5 separate regions of the Mus musculus genome follow, and regions 2, 3, 4 and 5 are each linked to region 1. A link is a contact called in public ChIA-PET and HiChIP or PLAC-seq data. All regions are on one chromosome and are shown on one strand. Each heading gives the region's core, a stretch centred on a gene start, on an enhancer-like site or on the middle of the called end of the contact. The rest is flanking DNA. Distances are from core to core; before and after follow the strand shown.

Region 1 (2,700 bases), core at 139-2,638:
TGGTGCACACTTTTAATCTCAGCACTTGGGAAGCAGAACCAGGTGAATTGGAGACCAGTCGGGTCTACATGGTGAGTTCCAGGCCAGCAAGAACTACATAGTGAGACCCTATCTCAAAAAAAGAAAATACAATAAAACCATCAGACAAACAAACAAAGGAAAAGGGAAAAGGAAGGAAGGAAGGAAGGAAGGAAGGAAGGAAGGAAGGAAGGGAGGGAGGGAGGGAGGGAGGGAGGGAGGGAGGGAGGGAGGGAGGGAGGGAGGGAGGAAGGAAGGAAACTCCAATTTATATCATTTTTCAATTTCTATGATATTAACCCCTTATGTGGAGTTAATTCCTAGCTACCACAGTGAGGACACATCTGGGAACACACCATGCCCAATACATCATTATGAAGTTGGATACAGGAGGCAGGAGAAGAGAAAACAAAGAGAACTACAGACCAGTTTTCCTCTAACTCCAGCTCTTTCTACCCCATGACCTTTGGGGTCAAGAGTAGATTATCTGTGAATATGACAATGGATTCTAAAAGCATTAGCCTGGGGACTAGTAAGATAGCTTGGTGGATAAGGATACTTGCTGCATAGGCCTGGCAACGTGAGTTTAATTACTTGATCCCACATGATGGAAGAAAAAAGCTGATTCCTAGGGGTTGTTCTTTGACTTTCACACACACACACACACAGCCTCACCTTTCAAAGTCTCCTTTTGAGCTCCTATTCTAGTGTTCTGTTCATGGAAGTTCTTTCTTCCATCCTTTCTCCATAGCAAACCTTACAAACAACTTCTAAATTGAAGGCAACAGAGAGCTAACTTGATTCTGCCCCACTGTGCCTGTCAGGAAAATGGGCTGTTGGTCAGAGATGTCTACGCCTGTCTACTCTATCAGTTTGTGACTATAGCTCAAAGTATCACTTGCACAGGTATTCAATGAGATTATGTAACGAATCATAAGTAACAGTCCTGTCATCTCATGCCAAGTAAGTTACAAATAGAAGTTGAGCTCTGGATTCCCTAATTTGTAGGTGGTCTACTCAATGTCCGTTTTTTTCTTAGGATCCAAGAAGAGTTTACCAGACAGATCTGCTCAAAGAACTTGTGACACCCATTTCCTGGAAACAGCTTAGAAAAAAAGAGGGGTGGGGGGGGAATCACACTTCTTCCCCAAGCCAGGGTTTGACTGATGTGACATTACAGCCCCTTTCCCAACTCCCATGGGTCTGAACACCTGACTTTGGCTTCTCAAGAACAATGAAGTGATAAAGTGATTTAAGCCTGATCATAAATGAGCAATCCTGGAGGCTCAAGTAGAAAAAAAAAAAAAAACCCGGTTGAGACAGGAAGCTGGTTCAGGAACTTGTCAGCAGAGGCAGCACTTCGACGATCAGAGCTTCTTCCTTGGGGGTAACAGTAAGCAGCTGTCCTGCCGAGCTGAGCTGAGCTGAGCTCACAGCTGGGGACCCTGTCTGCGATTGCTGGCTAATGGATCCCAAAGGATCCCTTTCCTGGAGAATACTTCTGTTTCTCTCCCTGGCTTTTGAGTTGAGCTACGGAACAGGTGAGTGTCCATTTGTTTAAAGGGTTTGAGTCTTGTGTTTAGCAGTTTGGAATCAGCAGAGCCCCATGGATGGAGAAGCCAAGGGCTGGGGAGTGCTGTTCAGTTGCCTCTTCTTTAAGGAGAGTGCCTCTGGGTTTCCACTGTGTCTTTCAAAGAGGAAGAAACCTGTTGAGTTCCCTGAGCCTTGGGCTACAAGGATTTGTCCCATCTACACTAGTTTCTATGGAAACCAGAAGCTAAAGGCACCTGCTATGTCCATAGTCAGCTTCCTGGACTCAGGCTAAAATTCTGAGTAGCTGGTTTATGTGGCTACCCTTCTGGCAAAGACCCAGGCTAGGGACCAAAGCTCTGGGACACTTGACCTATACTTCTGCTGAGGAAAACGACTCTCACATGTACATCATTGGCAGACAAAGAACACCGGTCCAGTGAAAAGCAAGGGTGATAGGAGCAACAGGTAGAAGTGGGAAACCTCAGACCTTAGGCTCACACCAGACAGTGGCTGCGGTGTGGTCATGCTTTCTTATAAGAGATGACTCCAAAGCACCAAGAAGAGGAAACGTTGGGATTTTGGAGCCCAGGGTTGCTTACAGAATGGGGAAAGTGCAATCAGGAAACTTCAAGGCTCTGCAGTGGGCTCAAGTGATGGCAAAGGGTTAAAGGAGCAGGACTTCTCTCCCATCCCTCTGGTTCTTCTCTTTTCCAAGGCAAGCTGTTGTTTTCTACTTAGTGGGTGGGAACTGTAAGGAAAGGTATTGGAGAGCAACCGTGCTAAGCAGTGCATACTGGGCTAACCATGGAATGAATGGTCAACTCCATTGTAGAGTTTAATTAGATTGTGGGAGACAGCCTGGCAGAGATGGCTTTAGGAAGCGGATCGGGGAAATCCTGAGAGCCAGAGCATTTTGGTCGTGGGGGATTCATGACTGTAAATCCATTATGGACTTTTCTAAGAAAAACCCTGAAATGTGCCAGGGATTGGGGGTGGGGGGCTGTACCTAGAATCTTTTATTCAAGTCTCAGATGAGGAGACCCTTGTCTAGCTCCACTTTGAGATAATCAAACTGAGCATCTTTGGAGGTAGAGCTAAGCCCTTCTTGTTGCATACCATTTGAACCCACCATTGCTGGCTTACTTGGTG
Region 2 (2,700 bases), core at 17-2,516, 440 kb after region 1:
GCTCTCTGGTCAGCTCTCCCTGTCTTCTCACACATTCCTCTCATTCTCTCTCCCCCTGACTTGGGTTCCATCCTTGGCTGACTCATTCTTTTCACCCTCTCCCTGGCTTCTACTCCTTCCTCCATCCTTTGGCCATATTGATGTCCAGGCTCTAGCCACTCCCAGGTACCCTATGCTCTAAACTGGCAGTCAGCAACAAAGGTCACAAGAAGCCCCTCACCCAGGTAAGAGCACAGGCTCACCAGTCCTTGAGGTATTGCCCACTAAAACTGTAAAATCTGGGTGTGTTTGTGGACAGTGGTCCTTTCCACCCACTACTGAACATTCGTGTTAAGACTGATGCTGGTCAAGGAGACTCCACATGGGAGGTAACAAACGGGTTGTGGTGGGTGGGTGGATGCCTAGTGCAGGGGTGTTGTGATTTGGTTTGTATGAGAGGATGTGTGTAAGTCACATGGGTGTGTGTCACTGTGTGGTTGGCTGTCTTTTTTTTTTTCTTAAAGGTGTGTTTCTGTCCCTGTCGGTTTTGACAAGGATTGTTTTAAAAATTAGTGTCTTTATATTGGCTACATCATTCCTATGTATCCCCAGCCCCTTTCCTCTGGGCAAGCTTCCACCAATCCCACTCTCCTCAGATGCAGTAAACTGGGTGTGAGAGTACCCAGACCAGTTGCCTGCTGCCGGAGGAACTGAAGCAGGGCTGAGCTGAGCCTGGACGCCTGCAGAGGCGAGTCCGAAGCTAAAGCGAGGAGGGAGGGGCGGGAGCTGGCCTGGCTCGGCCGGCTGGGCGGGAAGCAGGCTACATCCTAATCCCCAGGCCCCGTCGGACTCCCAAACTGCTGTTCAGCACGGAATGGGCGGATGAAGCCACGCTGCCTGTGACACTCTCCAGTCTCTGGATGCATGGACAGAGAAGGACCCCATGGAGCCTGACACCGTGGACCTGTCTGAATCCTCAAGCTCCCCTATTTGTCCCCTGCGTCCGGGATCGTGACCCTCCAAACCCAGATCCCCAATCTACCTCCTCCCCACGACACATCTTCCCTCTGCCCCTCTCACCGCCTCCGGAGCTGAGAGCTCAGGGTGCGGGCACTCCCGGGTCCCCGGTTCCTAAGCAGCGTCTGGAGCCTGCTCCTTGGCTCCTGCCACCGCTGCCGCCGATCCTGCCGCCGCCGCCTCTTCCGCCCGTGGAGCAGAGCTTGAGCCCAGCACCGCCTCACCCCACCCGACTGGCCGGTGATGTCAGAGCCGGGGAGGGGCGGGGGGCGGGGAGCGGGGAGGAAAGGGGGAGGGGAAGCAGGAGGGGACAGGGACTGGGGACTGGGGTTCTGGAAGGCTCCTAGGATGGGGGCAGGACTGGGATGGAATATGGACTCTTCCCCTTAAACTGTGAGAAGATCCTCGTTTTTTTCCTAATGGGTCACTTTCCTGCCCTCTGACCTTTGGTTGGTCACGATGGCCAGGACCCCTGGAAGGCAGATCAATTTGGATTGGGGGATTTGGAAGACCTATGGCCTCTGGGTTCTCTTAGCTACTTCGCTTTGGTATTTAGAAATCCTATTTCCTAGCCTTATAGATCAGAGACTCAGTAGGAAACGGTCAAGTTTATCCACGCTAGGAATAAAAATGGGACAGGGGCAGGCAGCAACAGGGAAATCTCTTTTACTTGGCCCGGGGCCATGAGCTCTTGTGTATAATAGCAGCTGGACCCCTGAGCACCTCCTGCCTTTCCCAAATATACCCCCACACACGCACCCCCACACCCCCACACACTATGATGTAATTTTATTTTCTGGAGGAAAAAAGCCATGAGCTCAGCATGCAAATATAGACAACAAAGCCACACTTAGCTGTCTCCTAGCTCTGTCCTTCTGCCTAGGCCCAGTGTGATAATTCTCACTTCCCCTACACCTCAGGGACTTTCCTCCTCCAGAGGCTCACTCAGCCGGGCTGAAAGAGGGAGGAGGGAGGAGGGAGAATTGGAGAAGCATCCGATTTTCACCCTACCTCCATGAGGGGCGTCAGCTCAGCTCTGCAAGTGCCTGACCCTGAGAACGGCTTCAATGTTTGCACACCACCAGGAACACCCCATTTTGCCTTCAGGTCCAGCTGATCAGAGACCCTTCCAGAAGCCTAAGATGAGCCCCTTCTTCTGGGAGGAGCAGGTCCTGGTCCTGTGCCTTAGGTTTCATATATAGTTCTTCTCTTTGCTCCTCTTACCCCCAGCCCCACCCCCACCCCCCACATGGCTGCCCATTGCTCCTTTGAGGGTAACTAATATACCCTCAGAAGTTGCTTTTGTTTCTGAGTCGCTGTAGGGTCGGAATCTATCATGTTGACCCATCTTTGAGACACAGAGTGACTGTACACTTTTGCATAGACATACCACATTTACATGAGACAAATGAGGCAGAGCAAAACACAGAGAATGTGGACTTTATACTTATTCTGTTTCCATAGACAAATTAAGTCCATAAAGTTGAGGATACCAGTCTCACTTCATAGGGTTCTTCTGAGAATCAGGAATAATAAAGTTTTTAGGGACTGGTACCAGATAGGTGCAAAAAAAAAAAATCAAAGACATGTAGTCTAGTATCTTTTGATCTATATGAAGTGAATCCCATAATATTTTTATGATGTAACCTAATACCCAATTACCTATTAGTTATCCATTACATGTGATTAGGTCGATTAGATATC
Region 3 (2,700 bases), core at 87-2,586, 260 kb before region 1:
GTCTTCAGACACACCAGAAGAGGGAGTCAGATCTCATTACGGATGGTTGTGAGCCACCATGTGGTTGCTGATTTGAACTTCGGACCTTCGGAAGAGCAGTCGGTGCTCTTAACCACTGAGCCATCTCTCCAGCCCCCTTGTTACCTGTTCTTATTACTGAGGTATTTTAGCTATAAGGAGACTGAGGTATTTCAAAGGGACAGTCTCTGTCCTTAAGGGAAAGGTCTTGGGTGGGAGAGTAGTTTTCATTTTTTTGGGGGGGGAGGGACTGGGGGGAGATGGGGAATTGCATCATAGTCTAGCCCCTCCCACAGCTCTGAGGGTAACCTGTCCCTTCTGCTCGAGTGGCTGCATTTATTTTTTAGAATGTATCTGCCTTTATTTGTATGAATATTTTGCCTGCGTATCTGAGCGTTGCTTGGCACTGATGGAAGTCAGAAGGGGGCGCTAGTTCTTCCTCAGCTACAGAGCTGGGTTAGCCATCTTGCTAGAAAATTGTACGTGCCTTAAGTCCATAACCACCTTGCACTTAAATAAAATATTAAAAATAATGGTTTATACATATGTTCACTGAGACCACAACATAACGCAGCTAGATAAAAAACAGCTTAATAAATAACATGTCTACAGACTTCCCACAAAAACTTAGTATTTGCTTTTAAAGGCTTATTTACTTTATCGGTTATGAGACACAACGCCATGCGACTGAGCCCTTTTAACCAATGAGCTGTCTCTTTAGCCTAAGCTCAAGCCATTTTTACCTTACAGTGGTTAACACTGAAGACAAGAAAATACATAGAGCACACAATAAAGACTGTTAATTCTAACTTTGGTTAACACTGAAGACAAAAAAATACATAGAGCACACAATAAAGACTGTTAATTCTAACTTTAAACATTATTAATAGCCTTGCTAAAGCAAGGCCTCAAAAAATTAGTGTAAGACTCAGAATTGTTCCTCTCCACGGAAATCTTTAGTAAAAGGCGAAAGATTTATACGATCTGAAGAGAAACCAGAGTATACCCAGCTGTCCTAGTGTACAGTTCTCGGCCGACTGTATTTCCTAGACAACTAATGGTGACTATTTACTCCTAAAGACACTGACTACTTTATTATATCAGATAAATCTTTGAAGGTTCTATCACATTAAGGAATAAAAGGAATAAAACAGAACAACGAAAACAACACGCTACCCTTTTAAATTATACAACCATCTGTGTGCACTGCATTGTGGGTATGCAAATATCGCGGAGAAGCCGCGTGGCCCGCTCGGTTTCCGGAAGTGCCTCGAATTTGTCCCAGATGTCTCTAGGCGCTGGGCGGCCACCAGGGGTCAGAGCGAAAGCCAGATTCACAAGCGCACAGACTTCCAATTTCCAAGTGTGATTTTGGTGCGCTTGTGATTCCAGCACCGGTCGGAGAGGCGGAGTCAAGGCGGGGGAATCATTGAATTTGAGTACTTTCTGGTCTGCACCGCGAGGGCCGGGCCAGTCAGGCCCGGATCCGCGCCCGCCATGGCCGACAAGATGGACATGTCTTTGGACGACATCATTAAGCTGAACCGTAACCAGCGCCGGGTGAATCGAGGCGGCGGGCCTAGGAGGAACCGGCCCGCCATCGCCCGCGGCGGCAGGAACCGGCCGGCACCGTACAGTAGACCGAAACCACTTCCGGACAAGTGGCAGCACGACCTATTCGACAGCGGCTGCGGGGGTGGGGAAGGCGTGGAGACCGGTGCCAAGCTGCTCGTGTCAAACCTGGACTTCGGGGTGTCAGATGCTGACATTCAGGAACTCTTTGCTGAATTTGGAACGTTGAAAAAAGCCGCTGTGGACTACGATCGCTCTGGACGAAGTTTAGGGACGGCGGATGTACACTTTGAACGGAGGGCAGATGCCCTGAAGGCTATGAAGCAGTACAAGGGCGTCCCTTTGGATGGCCGCCCTATGGACATCCAGCTTGTCACGTCACAGATCGATCCACAGCGAAGACCTGCACAAAGCGGAAACAGAGGCGGCATGACAAGGAGCCGTGGCTCTGGAGGCTTTGGTGGCCGCGGCAGCCAGGGAAGGGGTAGAGGCACTGGCAGGAACTCAAAGCAGCAGCAGCTTTCTGCAGAGGAGTTGGACGCACAGCTGGATGCTTACAATGCAAGGAGGGACACCAGCTAAACAACCGAACAAATCCGCACAAGAACCGGGACCCAGACGCCTCGTCTGTGATGCCTTAGAGGGAGGGTAGGCAACTGGACTGTGCAGACAATGGTGAATTTGGTTTTTTGTTTCTTTTTACTTCCTGTTTTAAAATAGGATCTAAAAACTCATGTAAAGTTTTTTTTTTTTTTTTTTTTTAAATTCTGAAACAGACCTGTTTTGTACTGAGTTATTTTTTGGGATAAGTTTTCCTGGGTGCTGTTGTGGAGAAGGTGGCATTTTCACCTTTGTCATAATAAAATAGAAATGTGTGTAGAACTGGAAAAATTAAAAAAGAAAAAGAAAAATTACAAATTACAATATGACTTTTATGGACAGAACACATGACTGACTAGCATGCATGAAGAAGTGGGTTTCATTCTCAGCTCCATCATGTAAGAATAAAACAAGAATTGAAAAAACCTTGCCTTTGATGCAGCTCAGTGGCAGAATGCCTACTCACCATGAGCAAGGAAGGCGGTGGGTTTAATTACATGGAAAGTCTTT
Region 4 (2,700 bases), core at 60-2,559, 490 kb before region 1:
CAAGGCGGCGCTGGGCAAAACTGTGCACAGTTTCATCAGGCTCTTTGCCCCTGGGCTTCAGCAACTCCCTCAGCCCAGCCCAAAACAGAGGTTTTGAGAAGGGGGGTGAAGGACGGAGTAGCCCCCTGCATGGAGGAAGGCATGGTTGAAAAGAAAACTCCCAGATTCACCTTTCAGAGGGTTCTTTTCAGCCATTAGACCCCCTGTGGCTGGAAGGCCTGACAGGGAGCGAAAGGGGGGTGTGTGTAATAGTGAGGTGTTACCTGAGGCCGGAGGGTAGAGGGTGCAGGGTACCGCCTACATACAGGAACCTGTTCTGGGCAGCTGGGTGATCCCCTCGGACAGGCAAGACTTCAGACTCCAAGCCAAGTTCAGAAACCTGTTCTCCACAAGCCCTCAGGAAGAGGAGAAACTAAGGAAAAACTGACCCAACGTTTTTCCTCTCTGCAACTCCGTCCCTTTGGAGAACTCTCCTCCACTACCTGTCCTACACATTCCACAAGACGCTCACCAGGAGCAGGGTCCGGGCTCCCAGGGCTCCAGCCGGCCTAATCCCTCGAGGTCCAAGTTCAAAGATCGCACCATCTGATCCTCGGATTGAGCGGATCCATCCTCCCAAACGCTTGCTGCCCTCCACTAAGATCACCTGGCGCCAAAAGTGAAGCACTGTCGCCACAGGGCAAAGGGACTGGGGGTCGGGGGAAGTGCATATTTCACGGAACAAAAATCTATGCAGCTTTTGCTAGAAATATCAAGAGTATTAAATGAGTCTTTCTCTGGTACTAGTGGGGACTCACCTTAGGAGGACTGGGGCCTCGGATCAGATGATAACTTGCGGCCAATCCACTGATACCTCCGCCAAGTACTATCACAGTCCGGCCCATCGTAAGGCCTGGGAAAAGGTCGAGATACCCCAGGAGAACGGGGCAGGGGAGCACTCTGTTTTACAACTGCAGAAACCCCCACTGGTCCCATACCCCACTTCTGGACACTTACTGATTTATGAGCAACTAATGCAGGGCGCGCGTGTACGTGCTGGTGGAAGAGTAAGGTCTTCGTTCTGAAGCCAGAACTTACCCACGAGATAGGGGGAACCCGAGAAAGTGAGTGACTGATAGAGGCCCTAGGAGCAGTCCATCCTGTCCGTGTGCAGATAAGGGCCACGCCCACGCTATCTCCCCAGCACAAACCCTTCGGAGGCCAGAATTCTACAGCACTCGGTTTTTCCAGCCTCAGGGGTGAGCAGGTTCAAGTCTGGTATCCCCGCCCCTAACTTTTAGGGTCCCTCCGACTCTCCGTCGATTCCTTTCTGGCGGCCTGCGTGACTGCGTTTCACTTTCTTGCTTCTTGATTGGAGGGTCTTGGAGTGCGGGTTCTGGATTGGTGAGCTCTGGATACATTCACCAATGAAAACACCATATTGGCAGTGACGCTACCAGAGGAGCAACAGCCGCTTTCGGAGTCAGTTCCGTGGAGCGGGTTAACCTGTTCGTGTCCTAATCGGAGTTAGTTGCAGTAACCGGCACTGCCTTCCCCAGGGACAGGACAGCGAAATCCTTGAGCATTCCCCAGCTCAAGCTTCCCAGGTCTGTGGTGAAAACCCTGGAGGTGGGAGAGCCCCACGAGCTTTAGTTAGGGAGAAAGAGAGAGACACTTGGAGGCCAGTCCGTGGGGAGAAGGCTCCATAAACAGCTCCTTGATGTTAGCAACAGACAGGGCCTACGGGAGCAAGGGCCGCCCGGCAACGGTACCAGTGTTTGTCAACAGGGGTTCTTGGATGCCTTGCCCTCGAGGGGCAGTACCCCTCTCAGGAAAAACCGGCGTGCCAATGCCTGCACTCTAGTTTCAGGCTTTCCCGCAACTTCACAGGTCTCAGGGTTTGTCTGCCTAGTTCCACTAAACTCAGTGTTTGGGTCCAAGGCTGGGGCCAGCTCAATCCCTGTTCTTTTCCTTCTGTTGTGAGAGCGCCCCCACCTGTCCAGAGACAGAATTGGGGCCCAGAAAGGCTCCAATTGAACCAAAATTCTAGATATCCATTCCCTCTTATCCACAAATACAAACATGAACATCACTTTTTTCTTAATAAATTTATTCACAAAAAAGTGAGATTGCAGAGGTTCTGGGGGCTGTACATGGTCAAGGGTCTGGTGGTTTCTGTACATGGGACAGGAAAACAAGGCGGAAGGGTACTTCTTAATAAAAAAAATAACGGGAGCTACAACCAACCCTCCTCCCCTCCCCGATTAAAAAGACACAAAAATAGACGTCTGTGAGGTAACTGGGGGCTTAAGGGTGTTGGGAAGGTTTTCACAGGTGCCAGGGCTTCAAGATGGTGTCACAGGCACCGAAGTGGTTCCTGCATCAATTGGTAGAACAGCACGTAGCCCTCACTGGATGCCACCTGATTTTCACTGACAGGGGAAACGCTGAGAAGAGAAACGGGACACGGCTGTGGTCAGTGGTCATTCTTGTAGATTCCCCCTCCATCCCACAAGACTCAGAGTAGCCAGGTGGAGATCAGGAGAGACTCTCCACCTATCCTTTGTCAGGAACTTATCTTTTCGGAGCTGGGGGGGGGGCGGTGGGAGGGGGCAGGAGTTGAACAAGAGGCTATTCTCACCGGGAGTCATTGTAGACATGCCAACCAGTCTGGCACCGGCACAGGGCTGTGTAGTGGCCATAGTGGACACTACCCGAGTG
Region 5 (2,700 bases), core at 39-2,538, 410 kb before region 1:
TTCTCCGCCAAATAGTACAGCGAAGGGTCCCACCACTGAACAGGAATGATGGCGCAGGCTCTGGGGTCCTTGCTGCAGTCCCTGCCCACTGCTCACAAGCCTTGCAAGCTGTTCCCTCAAATGAGGGGCAACTGGTTGTTCCTCCTTGGGCGAGAAAAACAAGAAGGGGTTGTCTGAAGGGTTTGCTTATTGAAGTTTTAGTCCTTTTCTACTTTATGTGAGTAGCTAATACCTTGATTTTCCCAGGGCTCCATTGCCCTGCTACCTCCGGTCCAACTGAGTTGCAGCCCCCAAAGAGCAAAAGCTGATGACCCGGGTGCGGCCCAGCAGTTGGCAGCAGGGCAGCACAGTGGCCTGATCGTGAGGTTGTGTGGCAGCCTTCTTCTTTGTAGCTGTTGGTACACAGAAAATCGGGCCTGAGTTTGGTTTTCTGAAAAGATTCAAGTGTTCTTTGCCAGAGAGCTCTAGTGAAAAAGAAAATCAGGCTTGGGGCAGATAGAGTTAAGCAATCTTGGATTCCAAGACAGAAGGTGCTATGGATAGACTACCAATAAGTTTATTTAGGTTTTGTTTTTTCTAGAATATAGAGAAAACAAACGAACGTTTGGGGGCAAAGTTGCAGTACCAATAAGTTCGGGTCCTGTGGTCCAACTTTAACGTGTAGATGCTTCCGTAGCGTCGCTGAGTGTGGGTACCACCCTCTCTGCCAGACACTCGCAGCTCCCCGTCTGAGAGGCGAGTGCAGGTGTGGCTGCTGAGGCCAGCAGGAGGGCAGTTGCCAGGGTTCGCAGCCCATGCTTCCCACACCTCTCTCTCCGTGTCCAGCGCGGCCACCGTGGATAAGCGACGTGACCCGTCCCAGCCACCCACCACGCAGAGCCAACGACCTCCCACCAGTGCCGCGTCGTGGTGGCTGCGAAGGGGACTACCTCGGGCTACCAGTCGCACCGCTTGGCCTACAGCTGGGTCAAAGATCACAGTGTCGTTGCTGGGCACTCTTGCACCACCTTCTAGGAGACCCCCTACCAGATAGAACCGTCCTTCCAGTTCCGTGCATGAATGGAAGGCACGAGCCAGAAGCACGTCTCGCGCCACTGGCCTCCAGGTCCAGGTTGAGCCTCTTGCTCGACCGAGGGTCTGCACCCCAGCCATGGGCCAAGGGAAGGGGAGAGCAGCTCGGTCACTTCGGGTCGCACTCCTTCACGAAGGGCCCAGCACTTCCAAGCATAGACTAGCTTCCCCTCCAATAACAGCACAGGTCTTCACCCAAACCACCCCTTCTCTCCACCGCCGTCGCCCAGCAACCACTGCAGGGACTACAGTGCGACCGCTGCAAACTGAAGGTCGCAAAGCGCCTGTTACCTTGGAAACAAGAGACCTGGTTAAGCTACCGCGATCTTACAGTGATGTCGTCAGGGGAACGAGATGTGGGGAAGCCAGTAAATATCCTAAAGGATTTGGGCTCCGAAAGGCTAGAAACCGGCAGTTCGTTAGACGAACCCAATAGCCGCTAACTAGCCTGTAATTATGACGTTTGAGGAAGGTGTTGGTGGTAGGATGCGTGGAGGCCGTGTCTTTTTCTTTATTTTTTGCTGCACGGTTTCCAACTTGGAATCTTCTCTAGGGATGAGGTAGGAAGGAAACAAGTCAGAAATCAAAGGTTGAACTTGGACTACGTTGCTTGGGATTCAGAGACTTGAGTAGACTTATTCCGCGATCCTATTTATAAAATGGGTTGTTTGTGATAAAAATTCTTGAAGGTGCTGAATGGATGGGAGAGTTCTCTCTGCTCTAGCCACTGGAGGGCAGTAGAGTCCAGTCTCAGTGAGAGAAGCGACAGGAGAGAAAGGTGCTAAGAAGGGACAAGGGAGAAAGAGATGAGTTAGGGTGGATGAAGTGGGAGAGGAAAAATAGGTTAGGCATATCTTGGACAGTTTTTCACTACTTAGTCCTAGGATGAATAATTATTTCATCTTGACTCATTAGAATAATATAACACATTAAATGGAGGCACCGTGGAACTCAGGATTAAGGGCAGGGAGTTTCCCCTGATAAGATCCTGGGCAGAAGCTGCCCAACCTTAGAAGGTGGGTGGGGGTGAGATGGGGAGGAGAGAGACACGGACTCCTGCCCCTCCCTGCTCTCTTCCTTTTAGTCAAGCTGGGTTACTGAAGGCCTAACTCTGCCCTCGCAGGACTCAATGCAGAACGAAGAGGCTCGGATCAAGGCAGGCTGACTGGGATCAAGGCAGGCTGACTGGTTTCTGCTGTAGGAGGAAATGCAGATTTCTACTTGTCGCTCCAGCTGGGGTGGAGCCGAAATAGGATCTTTGTCCCCCAGGCTGGGCTTTGAGTGGGAAGGATGGCTGTCACTTGGGCCTTTGGTTTCTAAACATGAACTTGCTCCCAACCAGACCACGGATAATGTCCAAGGTTTCAGTGGGAATGATCACGTGATTCTGAGGCGCAGGCTCACACTGGGCCTTTTCCCTCCTGGTCCCAATTAGATCTTGAGAGAGAACTACGTGGGGAGGGTGTGCACACATGGAGTAAAGAATTGAGCCTGGGGGCTGGAGAGAAGGTTCAGTGGTTAAGAGCACTGGCTGCTCTTCCAAAGGACCCAGGTTCAACTCCCAGCACAGCAGCTCCCAACTGTCTGTAATTCTAGTTCCAGGGAATCTGACACCCTCATACCGGTAAA

The links. ChIA-PET counts read pairs in DNA pulled down with a chosen protein or histone mark. HiChIP or PLAC-seq counts read pairs in DNA pulled down with a chosen protein or histone mark.
Region 2: an RNA polymerase II ChIA-PET map of memory CD8 T cells shows a contact between it and region 1, with 65 read pairs. The contact joins the promoter of Pea15a here to the promoter of Slamf1 in region 1. A contact is called at or near these places in 2 of 39 promoter capture datasets (the C10 cell line and the HPC-7 cell line) and 2 of 115 datasets of contacts at active chromatin or transcription factors (bone marrow-derived macrophages and memory CD8 T cells).
Region 3: a contact with region 1 is called in an RNA polymerase II ChIA-PET map of memory CD8 T cells, with 65 read pairs. The contact joins the promoter of Alyref2 here to the promoter of Slamf1 in region 1. A contact is called at or near these places in 1 of 15 datasets of contacts at CTCF or cohesin (large pre-B cells), 1 of 484 Hi-C or Micro-C datasets (bone marrow-derived macrophages), 3 of 115 datasets of contacts at active chromatin or transcription factors (effector CD8 T cells, memory CD8 T cells and regulatory T cell precursor) and 1 of 9 other capture datasets (liver).
Region 4: a contact with region 1 is called in an H3K27ac HiChIP or PLAC-seq map of microglia, with 5 times the contacts expected there. The contact joins the promoter of Ppox here to the promoter of Slamf1 in region 1. A contact is called at or near these places in 2 of 115 datasets of contacts at active chromatin or transcription factors (memory CD8 T cells and microglia).
Region 5: an RNA polymerase II ChIA-PET map of memory CD8 T cells shows a contact between it and region 1, with 12 read pairs. The contact joins the promoter of Klhdc9 here to the promoter of Slamf1 in region 1. A contact is called at or near these places in 1 of 39 promoter capture datasets (pre-B cells) and 1 of 115 datasets of contacts at active chromatin or transcription factors (memory CD8 T cells).

What each region holds. Positions count from the first base shown.
Region 1 is chr1:171,765,744-171,768,443 of GRCm38.p6, forward strand. It overlaps Slamf1 (signaling lymphocytic activation molecule family member 1), which reads left to right and starts at 1,389. Exons shown (of 7, transcript NM_013730.4): 1 at 1,389-1,559. The coding sequence starts at 1,484.
Region 2 is chr1:172,205,538-172,208,237 of GRCm38.p6, forward strand. It overlaps Pea15a (phosphoprotein enriched in astrocytes 15A), which reads right to left and starts at 1,267. Exons shown (of 4, transcript NM_011063.3): 1 at 1,060-1,267. It overlaps Gm17224 (a long non-coding RNA gene), which reads left to right and starts at 1,446. Exons shown (of 5, transcript XR_865735.3): 1 at 1,446-2,700.
Region 3 is chr1:171,502,142-171,504,841 of GRCm38.p6, forward strand. Alyref2 (Aly/REF export factor 2) reads left to right here and starts at 1,337. Exons shown (of 1, transcript NM_019484.4): 1 at 1,337-2,609. The coding sequence starts at 1,516. The coding sequence ends at 2,172. It overlaps LOC115487699 (a small nuclear RNA gene), which reads right to left and starts at 1,022; the gene lies at 907-1,022.
Region 4 is chr1:171,279,877-171,282,576 of GRCm38.p6, forward strand. It overlaps Ppox (protoporphyrinogen oxidase), which reads right to left and starts at 1,310. Exons shown (of 13, transcript NM_008911.2): 1 at 997-1,310; 2 at 798-892; 3 at 512-646; 4 at 264-379; 5 at 1-125. The coding sequence starts at 884. It overlaps Usp21 (ubiquitin specific peptidase 21), which reads right to left. Exons shown (of 13, transcript NM_013919.4): 12 at 2,621-2,700; 13 at 2,073-2,426. The coding sequence ends at 2,336.
Region 5 is chr1:171,359,510-171,362,209 of GRCm38.p6, forward strand. It overlaps Klhdc9 (kelch domain containing 9), which reads right to left and starts at 1,289. Exons shown (of 4, transcript NM_001033039.2): 1 at 626-1,289; 2 at 233-392; 3 at 1-144. The coding sequence starts at 1,152.